Regions from separate parts of the Mus musculus genome. Here region 2 is linked to region 1. The links are chromatin contacts, called in public HiChIP or PLAC-seq maps. All regions are on one chromosome and are shown on one strand. The core of a region is the stretch at or near the end of the contact, and the rest is flanking DNA. Distances in the headings are between cores, read along the strand shown. Region 1 holds the start of Rab39b (RAB39B, member RAS oncogene family). Region 2 holds the start of Prkx (protein kinase, X-linked).

Region 1 (2,700 bases), core at 192-2,691:
TGTTCAGTGGAGAATGAGTCAGTGTTTATGAACTGAGTCCTTTTGCTCTGGTTCCTCCTGTTCTACCTTACTTTAGTTCAAACTGTTCTCTACAAAGTTTTTATTAGTTTGTTTTCTGTCACTTATGTTTTATTTATGCTTTTCCCTATTCTGGGCATTTCCTATCTTTACTTGGGCTTCATCTTCTCCGGTCTCTCCTCTGTATTCATACATGAAATTACAAATAAATACTACAAAGGAAGAGCAAAGGATTGTGAAAGAAAAATAAACATGCTGAATGATTATGTGCCCAGTGGTACAGTAGGGAGTGGCATATAAATACAAACAACAAAACACTCTTTTGTGTGTTGCCTCTGTTTCTGTTTCTTCTGACCATGCTAGTACTGAAGTTCCAAGAAGTCAGGGGCTCTGACTATTTACTTTATATGGAATTCTCTTATGTGAGTAACCTCATACTATTTCTTCAGAAATGATTCCACCCTCTGGCAACTGACTGTATGATGGTTACAAGACAGTCAATTAATCAGTCTCCATTTCCTTTATATTAGGGCATATTCATTCTCTCTGTGTCTCTGTCTCTCCCTCTGTCTTTTCTTCCCCACAAATATAAACGGATATATAGAAAGAAGTCAATATACATCTACCTACCTATAGCTTTCAGTTATGTTAAAATGACTTGGATTTTTTTAAACTATGAATCATAGGGTCTGATTTTGATGAATTATACAGTGATCAATTTCAAGTTATTTATTAGCTACCAAAAGCAGATTGATGGAGTTGTGGTTCAAATAATGTGATAATGAATGGCCTTCTCCTGCCTGGGCGGTTCTTTCCTGCATCGAACTCAAAGGTAGCTCAAAGTGGGCTTGAAAAGCCCCAGACAGACCCTTGTTTGTCACCCTGGCAGCATCGCGAAAAGAACCGGGAAGTCCTCTTTCCCCAGGGACTGAATAAGCCCCAAAGACCCTCCCACTGCTCGCGCGGGCCCGTGGTGCACTCCCACCTGAACCTCTCTTGACCCGCTGTATCCCAGATCTGGAGCTTGATGCGTTTTCCTGGCTCGATCTCCACCAAACGGGAGAAAAAATCTACCCCCACGGTGGGATCTGAAACCTGAGCAAAGCGGCCCTCGGTGAAGCGGCGGATCAGGCAGGACTTGCCCACCGTGGAATCGCCGATGACAATGAGCCGGAACTGGTACAGCCAGATGGCCTCCATGGCAGTGGCCTGGCAGGACTCTTCGGCCCGGGCCTGGGGAGGCGGGAGGGGGCGCCCCACCAAGGCCTTAGCACAGATCAACCCGTTTCTAGATCGGCCGCGAGAACATCACTGGCCTGGTAGCCTGAAGCAAGGTAGGCCCAGGCGCTGGGGGAACGAAGGGATGGATGCTGCGCTCGCAAAGGTGATGAAATGGCAGCAGCATCAGCACCACGCACTCTGACTCATCACTGAAAACCGAGTTACTGTAATTCTCTGCGTAGACGCGGCAGTAGTTTCACCACACTGTCTGTTAGAGGAGCGCACACAAAAACGGACAGGAGAGTAATGTGTTCTGTTTTTAATTATACCGACCACTCTCCTATTAATATAAAAATTATTATAAAAATTAATATAAAAATCTCTCTGCCGTTACAATTGCAAATCTAATTAATTTTTATTAAATCTAGAAAAATACATAAAAGTAAACAAAAGTCGAATAATTGTCTTCTCCGGGTTTCCATGCTCAAACATGCAAATATTATTATTCAGGCATATGCATGTGCATTTATTGCTATTTATTTTTTAAAAGACACAAAATTTAATCCTATACTTTTTGTGCAAATAACAAAGTGTCATATACGTCTCTCCATTTCCAACACATTTTTAAAAGAACATTCACACTGTTTTCCCTAATAGCTGTCCTAATTTATTTATAACCAGTGGTGTGCAAGGGTTCCCTTTGCTCTACACACACACACACACACACACACACACACACACACACTTGTTATCTTTAATCTTGTTCCCCTCTGCTGATTAGAAGAGCACAAAATCAGTCTCCTCATTACCATAAAATATGCAATAAAGTTTCCCAGCAGTAGGAGAAATCCCAGGGAGTCAGCACATTTTGAGTGCAATGTATAAACCTTGCTATGGGTAATCCGCTTTCATGATCATGGCATATCTTGTGCTAGGTAAGTATCTCTTTTGTCTTTTTGATAATTGTCCTTCATATCTTGGTGAGATGATATTCTACTGTGATTTGCACTTTCTTTATGATTAGTGATATTGAATATTTTTAAGATTTCTTTTCATGATTATTTGCATATATTCTGAGAAATATGTTTAGATTTAATGCTTATTTTTATTGGATATGTTCTTTATTTACATTTAAAATGTTTTACCCTTTCTCGGTTTCCCCTCCAGAACCCCCCATCCCATTCTCCCTCCCACTGTTCTATGAGGGTGCTCCCACACCCAACCACCCACTCCCACTTCCTGGTCCTGGCATTCCCCTACACTGGGGCATCAAGCCTTCACAAGACCAAAGGCCTCTCCTCCCATTGATGTCCCACAAGGCCATCCTCTGCTACATATGCAGCTGGAGCCATGAGTCGCTCCATGTGTACTCTTTGGTTGGTGGTTTAGTCTCTGGGAGCTCTGGGGGTTCTGGTTGGTTGATATTGTTGTTTTTCCTATGGGGTTGCTAACCCCTTCAAC
Region 2 (2,700 bases), core at 190-2,689, 2.2 Mb after region 1:
TATAGAGGGCAGTCCCCATTCCCAGCACCCCATAACCAATCTGTGGTGGAGTGGGGCTCGGTTCCCAGCACTCAGAAAGAGGGGGAGGCGGAGAATGTGTAGTTTAAGGTCATCCTGGCTACACAGTGATGGAAAGGCCAGCCTAGAATACAACATGATACATAAATAAACGACATTCATTCAAGCAGCTCAGTTTCCCTCAAAAGTCAATCAAAAGCCAAGATGCAGCGAGTGTCAGCCAGCCTCCAAGAGGGAACCAGGATCAAACTTGCAAGCCCTTTTACCCACACACATTTTTTTTTTAACATCTCACCTGCTCAGCTGAGAAAGTGTTTATTGCCCCTCATCCTGGTCCTGAACCCTGACTTGACTTCCACACCAGGGTGAACACAGAAGCCTCTAGAATCTCTGCTCACAGCTGATCGGAGGACGCCAATCCCTCCCTCTGTCCTTCCTCCATCCTCCCGGAACACTTTCCTAATCATCAACACACCAGGCACAACTGTCCTAGTGACCAAGTTTGCTGAGAAGCCCGGGACTCCTGGGCTTCAGACTTGAGAAGCTGGCGCCCATGATTCGCAAGATCCTAGCCTCCCTCCCCAGTACTCCGGCACGTTTGGGGATCTACCGGCTTCCCTAGCAACTTTCGGGGTCACGAGGGTACCAAGTTTGAGCCACTAAAGAAAAAACGAGACCCAGGCACACAATAGATGCTGGGAAAACGTCCCCGAAGGGTCCCTTGGGGGTCACGCGTCCCTTCGAGTCCCGCCAGGGGTCTACAGTGCGGAGGCTGGATGCGATCCCGAGAAATCCTGGGCATGAGCGGGTGCGCAAGCGCCAGGGAGGCCGGGCGTGGTGTCCCAAGGGTGGCTAGCACCCCAGTAGGGAGCCTCCGAGTCCCTAAGGTGAAGTCACCCTCCTGAAAGCTCTGTGACGTGGGGCTGCCCCGTTTCCGGAGGCCCAGTAATGAGAGTGTGGGAGACAGAAATCTGAGGGTCGCTCCCAAGCCGCGTCCCCACACATAAGTTCTTACTCAGTTCTCACTCACCCACGGTGGCTATGGTGTCCCAATCTTGTAACGAGTGCCCCGCCTTCTGTGACGATGTCCTGGGTTTGGGGTCCGCGGCGGGCGCCGAGACCTTGGTCTTCACGGGGTCATGGTCTGGATCTTTTACGGTCGCCGCGGCACCAGCGGGCGGCTCCATGGGGCGGGGGACGCACGGTGTGACAGCGGCGCAATGGCAGTCTGTGCATCAGCAGTGGGCTCGCACGGGTGTTCCGGAGCCCGCGGCCGAGAGGACAATGGAAGCAAACTCAGCGGGTCTCAGAGCGATGGGAGGGGCTCATGGAAGTCGCCCGAGGGCTCCACGGACGCGCGTGGGGTCCGCGGGACCGGAGCCAACCGCAACCCTCTTCATTCCCGGCGGAAGCCGGCTGGGCGGCGACCGGCTTGTGACGGCGGGGGAGTGGGGTGTCTGGATGACGCGAGGGGGAAGAGCCTTCATCTCGCTCCGCCTTGTTGCGTAACCGACGGGGAGGAGCCCGGCGTTGGCCCAACCCTGCCTATTGTTACTCACCCGCGGGGCCCACGCCCATGGGATGTACCTGCACCAAAGTAAAAGTAATGGAGGGGGCTGCACTGGGGCCACGGGGTCCAGCTTGACACACACACACGCACGCACACCATGGGTCTCTCTCTCTCTCTCTCTCTCTCTCTCTCACACACACACACACACACACACACACACACACACACACACACACACACACCGCATGCCTGGTTCCTCCCCCTTGGCAGGAAGCGGGAAGGAAGAGGTGCAGGAACTTCCGGCTGCTGCTTGGATATTTACCAGCAGAGCCTTAGCAGTGGGTAAAGGCACCAGAAGGAGTCCGGGTTGGGCAGGGTTTCTCGGTTTCTCCTTAATCTCAGGGGATTGAACTCCTGGTGTTCTGTAGTCCCCGAGTGCCGCCCTCCCGAAAGCCCGGGCTCTCAGTGGCCCTGCAGCACCTGCTGATCCTGAGCCCTGGGGCTCCTGAGTAGACCGGGTTTCCAGGGACTTGTTATGCGGCTTCAAACAGGCCTGGGCTCGTAGGCAGTGCTGAGAACTGGGTGCTTCACAGACCGCAGCCACCACCTGCAAGGTGAGGGCGGTGTTTCCCTGAGCCTGGAATGCAAAGAATGTGGTCTCCCGGCTGCTCAGTGCATGCTCACTGCACTGCACCGCTCCTAGCTTTGAGGCACTGGGTCCTAGAAGACACAGGGCCAATAGGGCCCCAAGTCAGGAATGAAGTGGGGACCATCCATTCGGAACCAGTTGCCCCGATGATGCCCGTAGGTGGCAAGTACACTGACCTTGGCAACAAGAAAGTCTGCTGGCTGCTTTATTTATTATTATTTTTTTTTATTGTTTCACATTGAGAACATTTTCTCATTCAATAAACACATGCTAGGACCTGATACTCCACTAGTCAGAATGCACAGAGCCTGCTATTATTTTGAGTTTGGTTACACTATGACAAAACTGTAGCCTGATCCCAGACCTTAGTAGACCCCCAGACTTTATACAGCTGACTCCATGATGGAAGTATCATTCAGGTTATAACACTCAAAATGAAGACAGCGCCACCTACCAAAACTAAAAGACTAGTCCATCAAAGCCCTTAGTTCTGGGAAAGTTTCTAAATCTACTAAGCTTGCAT

The links. HiChIP or PLAC-seq counts read pairs in DNA pulled down with a chosen protein or histone mark.
Region 2: a contact with region 1 is called in an H3K27ac HiChIP or PLAC-seq map of embryonic stem cells, with 9 times the contacts expected there. The contact joins the promoter of Prkx here to the promoter of Rab39b in region 1. A contact is called at or near these places in 1 of 39 promoter capture datasets (hippocampal neurons) and 1 of 115 datasets of contacts at active chromatin or transcription factors (embryonic stem cells).

The regions. Positions count from the first base shown.
Region 1 is chrX:75,576,790-75,579,489 of GRCm38.p6, forward strand. It overlaps Rab39b (RAB39B, member RAS oncogene family), which reads right to left and starts at 1,442. Exons shown (of 2, transcript NM_175122.6): 1 at 1,004-1,442. The coding sequence starts at 1,218. Gm25421 (a small nuclear RNA gene) reads right to left here and starts at 2,182; the gene lies at 2,019-2,182.
Region 2 is chrX:77,794,500-77,797,199 of GRCm38.p6, forward strand. Prkx (protein kinase, X-linked) reads right to left here and starts at 1,440. Exons shown (of 9, transcript NM_016979.2): 1 at 1,049-1,440. The coding sequence starts at 1,205.